2 separate regions of the Mus musculus genome follow, and region 1 is linked to region 2. The links are chromatin contacts, called in public Hi-C maps. All regions are on one chromosome and are shown on one strand. Each heading gives the region's core, a stretch centred on a gene start, on an enhancer-like site or on the middle of the called end of the contact. The rest is flanking DNA. Distances are from core to core; before and after follow the strand shown.

Region 1 (4,607 bases), core at 823-3,322, 120 kb before region 2:
CATTCTTCCACACACCCATCCATCCATCCATCCATCCATCCATCCATCCATCCTTCTACTTACTCAACTCTCTGTCCATCTATATATCTATCCATACACTTACATCTCCATCCATCCATTTATCCACCCACTTATCCATTTGGCTTCCCATCCATTTATCTACCCATTCATCTATCCATCTGTCCATTCACCTATTCACCATTCATTGATTGATCCGTCCATCTGCCCATCTGCGTCCATCCGCTCTCGTCAATCACTCCCTTCTTACCCAGCCAGCCAGCACAGGGGTCTGCCGTGCCAATGGGGGACCGCAAGCGATTCAGTGTTTACAAGGTGGTCGCTGTGCTACAAGATATGAATGAGCGACAGAAGGAGTGCAAATGCTCTGTTGATGACATCAGGGATACTTAGAGAGCTTGGAGCAAGACATCAGCAAGAATGGAAAGTAAAGTTCAGAGCCAGTAGTCAGGGAAGGCTTCCTGGAGGTGGAAGCAAAGCTCAAAGATGGGAGAAGCCTGTGCAGTGGTATGGAAAGGCAGGTACTCCCCACCCCCACCCCACCCCACCCCCGAGATGGGGCAACAGAGGCCTGCCCCATACTTCTGCCAAGGCTTCAGGGCTTGCTTGGCAGGGTGGGGGGTGGGCAAGTCCCCTGACAGTTGAGCAACGCTGGTCACTTAAATTTGGAAATGAGGTGGTATTTCCGCTAAGCCGTGTGCCAACTCTTACCATTTCCCATCAACCCTGGGGACTCTGAGGCAATAACTTCCTCCTCTAGCTGAAGAATCGAGCCCTTCTTACCCACGCCTGGCTTTCTAGGTACCTTGTTCCAATATGGCACCTCTTCCTCTCTGCCTCCACCTGTTCCGCTACAGCTGCCTCTTCCCTGAAACTCTTCAAGGGAGCTCCGGCAGACTGCCACCTTCTTTAAGGACAGTCCCTCTGTCCTCCCCACCCTCCTTTCCGTCTTCACCAGAGGAGCTTGCTTTCAGCATCCCCTCCCTCAAATCCCCCTCAGAGCCCTTGGGAGTGATTGGCCTCCAGAGCCCAGGGTTCTAGTGTTGAGCCTAGCACTGCCACCACCCAGCTCAGCACCGCTAGGTCTTTACACACATCAGAACAACCCTTGCTTCCCCCCCACCCCACCCCACCCCCGGACCGCAGCCCCTCTCCCTGCTTCTTCTCACAAGCAGCTCCTGACATTCCATTGGGGATCTAGCAGAGAGAATGGAAGCCATTGTTTGGTCTGGGCACTAGCAACACCATCCAGCAAGGATCCTGGTACTTACCACTAACCCCTTTACAAAAGCAAATGCTTTGTTCACAGGTCTGATGACAGAATTGAATGGACCCACAGCATAAATAGGGCCCAGCATCAAGTGCCACACAGTGCAAGCTTCTCAGTACCCCTGGCTTTACCTTCCCCTGAGTCTTACATTTTTCAGAAAGCATTAGATCTGTGCTAGCACAAAACTCCTATTTCTTTCTGCCCTCTGCTTCCACCAAACCTTCCTTGGTGAGTCTTGATTCTCCTTGGTAGCGTTAAGCCTCTTTTCTCTCACTTCTACCCTTCACCTGCAGGCTGAGACAATAGATTTCTGGACGAGGCAGACCCCTCCCCCCCCCCACACACACACACACACTTCTCTCTTCTGCATGCATGCTCCAGGACATCAGTGTAAACTCAGTGAAACCAGACTCAGAACTGGTCTCCAGTTCCTCCCTCCAGGGGAGGTCAGGAACTTGGCAGTCTACAGCTCCACCTAGTGGGCCCCTGCAGCAATAGCAACACAGAGCTGGCGACTCCCCAGGGATTGATGAACTAATAAATTTTGGTGAAGACAAAGGTCTCACCCTACAGGGCTATGCTGGGTTTCCATAGAATACGTTGGGCCGGGGTGGGAGTGGGGTGGGGCTGGAGTCTTGCCCAGTGTAGCAGCAGTAGCTGTCCTTTCTCTGTTCCTCTTGACTCTGTTCCTAGGCATGACATTGGCTGAGGTCTTCAGCGAGGAGGGAGAGTGGGGGAGGGGGTATTGCTGCTCAGTGTCCTGGAGGGAAGACTGCCCACTGGAAAGGTGTGTAGTGTCACAGTTGTACCCCAGGTAAGCCAGCACAGCTTTGTATATCAGCCGCATCAACTGGGAGGCGTCACATTTGATCTCCAGTAGTGAAAGCACTTGGAGGGAGACAGACAAGCCAGACCCACCCTCATGAGCAACCCTGGTGATGCTGCTTCCCTGGCTACCTGTTTTGCCAGGTCTGATCTGCCTGATCAGGGTGGGTGGCACGGGGCCTCTGGGGCCGCACTGGGGAGGAGAAAGAACCCTGTAGTCCCTTCCTGCCCTATTGCACAGAAGGGTCAGCACCTTCTGTCTACCCACACTTGTGACTTGCCATGTCATTTCTGGACACTGGTACCCCAGCCTCAGCCACTGATGCCTTGTGGGCTCTGTCTGGGCCAGGAGACAACAAGAGGAAAACAACAACCAGAAGGATGAAATCGGAAACTTCCCCTCTTTCCCGTTTGCATGGTCTGTCCCTAAGCTTTCTGAACCTTCGAGCCCAAGGAAGTTTCCAGAACAGGTATCAAAGTTATTTTCCAGGAAAAGAAGTAGTCACAGTTCCCAAAAGACTCTGGTGTCCTGTTTTAGATGATTTCAAACACCAGAAGGACACATTGCATACTTCAAGAATCCAGAGCTTTCAGCCATGAGTCCACCGTAGGAAAGACACAACCTCCAAGCCAGTGGTTCTCAACCTGTGGGTCACGTCCCCTTTGGGGGCTTGTCAAATGACCTTTTCACGGGGGTCACCTAAGACCATCTGCATATCCGATGTTTACATTATGATTCATAGCTATAGTAAAGATTACAGTTATGAAGTAGCAACAAAAAGTAATTTTATGGTTGGGAGTCACCACCACATGAGGAACTATATAAAGGATTAGGATTAGGGAGGTTGACCACCACTCCAGGCAATAGCTGCCTGACTCCTGCAAACCTGGCCCTCCAAGTTCCCAAGAAAAGTGAACTAAAGGCAAGTCAGGGCCCCACGTTCTCCTTCAGCCAACCCAGTTCACTCACATCCAAAGCCGTGTGGAACTTGACTATCGGCGCCTGCCAGGCCGTGATCTTCTGTCTGTATAGATTGCACTTAGGAACAATTTTACAGCTGATGTTCCCCATCTCCATGTAGAAAACTTCTAGGTTCCTACGGAGAGAGGGGCAGTCACGTCATGTCAGGGTTTCAGCGAATCCCGGGGTTCACAAGGCTACTGCAGTCCAGCACCACTGAGCATGCAGAGTTGAGAGGAGTTAAATTCTAAACCTGACAACCAACCAGCTGTGTGACCCCAGAGCTGTGGGACTGAGACCCGATGCTTTTGTCCCAGGGTCTACTTGCCTGAGACAGGGACAGTGTCTACCTCATGTGGTTGGTGTGAGGACACAGCACTGGTCAGTGGGTAGAGCAAAGCCTAGCATGCTATGAGTTGTCATCCTTAGTATGCCAAAGATCGACTCACTCTCAGATGTGTGAATCCCTCAAGAAAGTGGTATGATGTCTGCATTCACACACACACACACACACACACACACACACACACACACACACACACACACATGTCTTTCTGTGTAGTCAGCTCATTTCTGTAGTGTTTATGATGCATACAGCAAAATTGCTGTGTGGTAGTACCCTTTAGGAAGTGTAAACAAAGAGCTGTACTTGCCCAATACTGAAGCAATGTGTGTGTGCAAGTGTATGCATATATATAGTGTGTGTGTATATGTGCAATTGTATGCACATACATAAATATATACACATATACAAGTACACATATACTATGTGTGTACTTGGGTGTATATCTACATATGTGTCTATACATGTGTATATGTGTTTATGTGTATGCATGTGTATGTGCATACATATCCCTATGTATGCATGTGTATATGCATATACACATGTGTGGTACCCAGAGTCTTGTACATACTGGGAAAGCACTCTATCACTGAGCTACACTCCCATATTCTCTGCCATTTTTTTTTTCCTTTTTTCTTTTTGAGACAGGGACTTCCTATACAGCCCAGGCTGCTCTTGGTCTCTTGTGTTCATATACCTGCTGATATAGGAAGCTGTGTGGGTTGAGCTGTGCAATTGTGACAGTGTACCTTCTAAGTGTTTGGCTTACGAAACGTGTGAGTGGGCCTGATTCAGAGGTGGTCCCTTGGCCCAAACATTTCCAACTCAGGACTGGCTGAACCCACAGATGTGGAACCTGCCAATGGAGTAGAAAATTGACTGAATTGGGCCTATGAGGACACCGTGCCTGAGCTTGTCAGAATATTCTTATTACACAGAGACCAGGGCTTGTGTTTCCCAGCCTTTCCCGGTACCCCAACACAGCTGAGCTAGCCCCTAAATAGACAATGGCTATTTACACCACCATGCCCTGCTGGCGTTATACCTGAAGGACACCCAGGGAGAATGTAATTTGAGGATCATATCTTCAGGAGTGTTCCTGTAGGAGTTGAGAGGAGGCCAAGGGTAGCCTCCTAGCGAGACCCACATGGCCTTTTTCCAGCCCCTGCTCCTCAGTGCTTTCAGTAGCT
Region 2 (4,262 bases), core at 1,414-3,913:
GGCACTTAATACGCAGTGAAGAGGTATGCAGGGTTATGAAAAGAGAAACATGGAGCAAGAAGAGGAGATGATAGGAAAAAAATCAAGGGTAGGAAAGCTTCCAGAATTCTATGCTGGCACCTGAGGAGGACGGCAACAAGCCTGGGGCCTCCATAAACTCCACAGACGTGAAGGGTTTACTTCTCATTTGTTTCATTTGGCTAACCCCAAAGGCTGTGAATCCCAGGCTTAGGGACTGTTGTTAGAAATAAGTGGACAAGACTGGTGGGGTGGTGCTTGCATATTTGTATGGAAATGAAGAGGACTCCTGGCAAGTGGGAGAATGACCTGGAGCCTCGTTAGAGCAGAGGGAAATGTGTGAGACCTCAGGGATGTTAATAGCTGGAATGGGTATCTAATGCCCATATCTAATGCCTATAACATCAGCAAACAAATATCTCCTTCACAGTAGAGTGAAACTGGGTTCTTCAATCTCAGAATAAAGATTCCCACCATTCCTCGCATACCTGTGGCAGACTCATATCTTAAAGGTAAGGTCAGTTTTGGGAGACTTGTACCCATAGTCCCTGGCTTCACTGATTCTGTTCCCAGTTATCCTTTCAGCCTCCAGAAGGTGAAAGCCAACCTTGCCTGCCGCCTGGAAGGGTGAAATGGAGTGGATTTTCAGATGCAAGCAGACCCAGATAAAGCAATTTGCTCGCCTGTAAAAGGTGGAATCCTTCGCTGGGCGGAGAAGACCTAGTTTTACTGGGCCTAACGGGTAGCACAGTACAGATTTGTTTCACTAGATTTGATATTTGGAATTCTGCTCTCTGCCTCCTCCCTCCCTCTCTTGCCCCACCTTTCCGTCCCTCTCTGCACCTCTTTCTCCTCTCCACTTCTCTCCTCCCTCTCTCTCCCCTCTCTGGCTCTCCTCTGCTCCTTTCCACCTGATTCACCTTCCTCTTCTGTAAAAGCAGGTAAAGTGGGAAAGGCTACCTTACAAACTATGAGAACTATAGCGAAAGTATTTGAAAAAAGGCCGCTAAGTGAGATATTTTGAACACACTTTGAGGAATATAGCACATAGATAGCAATTAGTACACACATCATATAACTAAACACTCCATTTCCTCCTTCAAAATGCTTATTAAAATTCAATGAAACTCAATGCTCATGAAAATTCACCTTAACACTGTTTCAACTACTCTGAAGCCCGAAACTCATCACATTTCCCTCAAACTGGAAATACCAGTTTATAAAGGCGACTATTTAACAGAAATTACTTTTTCCTAAGTCGAAACAAACTTTCGCTTTAATTTTTAACGTTTACACCAACAGTTCCTTTCACCTTTTAGATTGTTTGTTTGCTTGCTTGATAAGTCTTTTAAAAATCAGCATATTTCCAGGCTGGATCTGTAGTTACCGTCGTCTGCAGGGCAGAGCTCAACTAAAACTACAATTCTACAATTCCAGGGGATCCAACACCCTCTTCTGGTCTCTGTGGGCATTGGACGTACGCGGTGCAGTTGCACACAAGTAAGCAAAACATAAATACACGGTATTTATGGGAACTATTACTAACCTGCATCGTCCTGCTTCTGTAACCTGAAGGTTTTCTGCTCCTCGATCAAGCAGAGAAGCCATGGTGCTATACCTCATTTTTGTTAAAAGTTCATATCCTGTCATGCTTGCCAACAGCGACCACGTTAATGGAAGTATGGAACCAGTAGTTTTCCCCTTTATAAACCTGTCTTTAACGGTCGGGGCAGTCTCTCTAGACTTGTAGTGAGTGCGTGCCCTCGGCCGGGTCTGTGCAAATTTCAAATTAAAAAACAGCTCGTCCTAGTCTCTTTTTGAACGGTCCGGCTATAACTACCACCACCACAATTTATTCTCAACACTGAACAAATTTTGTAAGACTCTTCAAGACGGAAAAGTAACTAGAGGGTAAGGTTTAAGTACCTCTCAGTCCATAAAGTATTTTCTGCAGTAGCGCTGTCATTGCAAGACACTTGCATCGCTGTCTGCCCTCTCCTTCGAGGAAGCAGAAAGGTCAGAGACAAATGCTAAACTGGCAGCCAAGGCAGCCGGAGCTTCAGATGAGAGTTGGAACGATTTTTTTTTTTAAAGGACCTGGCAGAATATGAATTTTCAGGAGAAAAAGGACATCCCAGAGCTAAAGAGCGGGAAGAAAGTGATTAAGAAGACTATCTCTAGCCCTAAAAATGGGTCCAGTGTCACGGAGCTTTGGGACCATTTTTGTTAATCGGCTGATATTCTAGTGAAAGAAAGGTATCTTGGGCGTTTGTTTAACTTAAAAGTCTCTGGGCTAAGGAGAGCTACACCAGATCCAAGGTTGTGTATCCACCTGCAGCTCCCATAGCCTCAGCCTGGCTAACCTTAAGCCCGAACCACCCGGGAGGTGCAATAGGTAGCCCCTCTAGTACGCCTCGCCAAACTCTATGGTTGTGGCGCACGCGCAAAAGCCTTCCCGTCGCACAAAGGCCACGGAGAGAAGGTCCGGCGCCTGCGTTCTGCCTCTCTCGGGCGAGAACGCCCTCCTCCCTCCCTCCCGGCCAAATGAATGCCGCGCCACGCCTGCGCCCTGAAGACTTGCGGGACTTTTATCGCACAGGCGGCGGTGGTGACGTGATGGCTGAGGAGGAGGGCGTGAAGGAACGACGGAAGCCGAGAGGGACCTGGGGCGGAAGGGGACCCGGGCCAGGCTTGTGTTCGGTTCCTTGGCGGGGCTGGGGTTCCGATGTGGTCCCCGGAGCGGGAGGCCCAGGCCCCGACCGGGGGAGACCCGGCGGGCCTCCTGCCGCCCGAGTGGGAGGAGGATGAGGAGCGCATGTCTTTTCTGTTCTCCGCCTTTAAGAGGAGTCGCGAGGTGAACAGCACCGACTGGGACAGCAAGATGGGCTTCTGGGCTCCGTTGGTGCTGAGCCACAGCCGCCGCCAAGGGGTGGTGCGCCTGCGACTGCGGGACTTGCAGGAGGCCTTCCAGCGCAAGGGCAGTGTCCCGCTGGGGCTGGCTACGGTGCTGCAGGACCTGCTGCGGTGAGGACCGAGGCCGAGAGGGCCAGGCGGGGGGCGGCTCCCCAGGGCTGACATCAGACCTGCCCCTTGACAGCCCAGACTCCGCGTCCAGGGTTTGTTCAGTGGGTGGAGGAGGAGGAGGGGGACGAGGAGGCTGCTCCACGGATGGATGTCTGGACTCAGAGAGAAAGAGGGGCTGGGATGGTTGGAGTGACTGGGGATAGGCAGAATGGTCCAGAAGAGACCCATCTTTGCAGAGGTGTCAGCGGGACACTTGAACTGGGATCCTGTTATGCAGTTATTTCCACAGGACCTCCAGACTTGAATTACTTTTACAGCAGATCTCTGCGGTGGGTACTTTGAACTAAGAGAGAACAGAGCTAAGGAGAGAGTACTCATGGGATTCTAGACATCTTGACAAGAGAACTCTGGTACAGGTCGTACAAGTAGCCTTTCCTGGTATGTCCGGGACGGAGATTATTTAGACCAGAGAGGAGAGTTTAACTGTGTAGCTGGGGGCCTCTGAAAGAGCTTTATGTGATAAATGTGTGTGATAGATACAGTGTTCAGGTTGTGCTTGAAGAGGTGGCATATCTGATAGATGACTGGTACTTCATGGTTTCAGATACTGTCAAACTCCACTCTCTGGCTTTTTTAATAGTCCAGGGCAAGATAATGCAGTTATCTTTATTAAAAATAAACAGTCTCAGAGAGATTAACCTATTCCAGGTTACACAGCTAGAGTAACCCCAGGGCTGGATCCTTCCTTTGAATTCGAAATCATTTGTATTTCACACTGTACATGTTATGCCCAGCCCAGCTCAGCCCAGCACCGTGTCTCTTTCTATGAACAAAGAGAAAGCCAAGGGTCTGCGTTTGTTTTAGGATAATGCTTTCTCATTAAATGGTCGCCCTTCTTGACTTCTGTTCCCAGTACCTTTCATTGCCCGACCTTGACCTAAGAAACCGTCCTGAAATTCTCCTCTGAGAAACTGTCCTTTGAAAAATGTTTTACCAGATGCCCAAGGTGGAAAACAGTTAAGTCAGCAAGGGACAAAACCAAAATGGGCCTCCTGATACAGGACAGTCGTGGAGCCTGTCCAAATCCAGAGACCTTTAACACCTTGACCTCCTCTGGCTCCTGATCCTTGAAACATCCTGGTACTTGTCCAAATTTGATATCCATACATCTACAGCGTTGCTCAAGGGCCACGCCGTTGTGAAGATCCTGGCTTTACTAT

The links. Hi-C and Micro-C count contacts between places; a contact is called where the count stands out from the background.
Region 1: a Hi-C map of the CH12 cell line shows a contact between it and region 2, with 2.9 times the contacts expected there. The contact joins the enhancer-like site here to the promoter of Chmp7 in region 2. A contact is called at or near these places in 21 of 39 promoter capture datasets (the 3T3-L1 cell line, 3T3-L1-derived adipocytes, the C10 cell line and 14 more), 3 of 15 datasets of contacts at CTCF or cohesin (the NIH/3T3 cell line, large pre-B cells and pro-B cells), 54 of 484 Hi-C or Micro-C datasets (the 3T3-L1 cell line, the AML12 cell line, B cells and 37 more), 6 of 115 datasets of contacts at active chromatin or transcription factors (the 230-238 cell line, embryonic stem cells, large pre-B cells and 2 more) and 3 of 9 other capture datasets (adipose tissue, liver and pancreatic islet).

What each region holds. Positions count from the first base shown.
Region 1 is chr14:69,850,231-69,854,837 of GRCm38.p6, reverse strand. It overlaps Pebp4 (phosphatidylethanolamine binding protein 4), which reads right to left. Exons shown (of 7, transcript NM_028560.4): 3 at 3,084-3,210. Among named protein-coding and RNA genes, the nearest start is that of Pebp4, 12 kb to the right of the region's middle. Within about 2 kb of position 2,072, at least 24 of the 459 cell types and tissues checked have an H3K27ac peak or open chromatin away from gene starts, as enhancers often do. A contact at or near this core is called in the CH12 cell line, the HL-1 cell line and stem cell-derived neural stem cells, where this site is marked.
Region 2 is chr14:69,730,971-69,735,232 of GRCm38.p6, reverse strand. It overlaps Chmp7 (charged multivesicular body protein 7), which reads left to right and starts at 2,663. Exons shown (of 10, transcript NM_134078.4): 1 at 2,663-3,042. The coding sequence starts at 2,744. It overlaps 4930480K23Rik (RIKEN cDNA 4930480K23 gene), which reads right to left and starts at 2,399. Exons shown (of 3, transcript NR_130157.1): 1 at 1,565-2,399.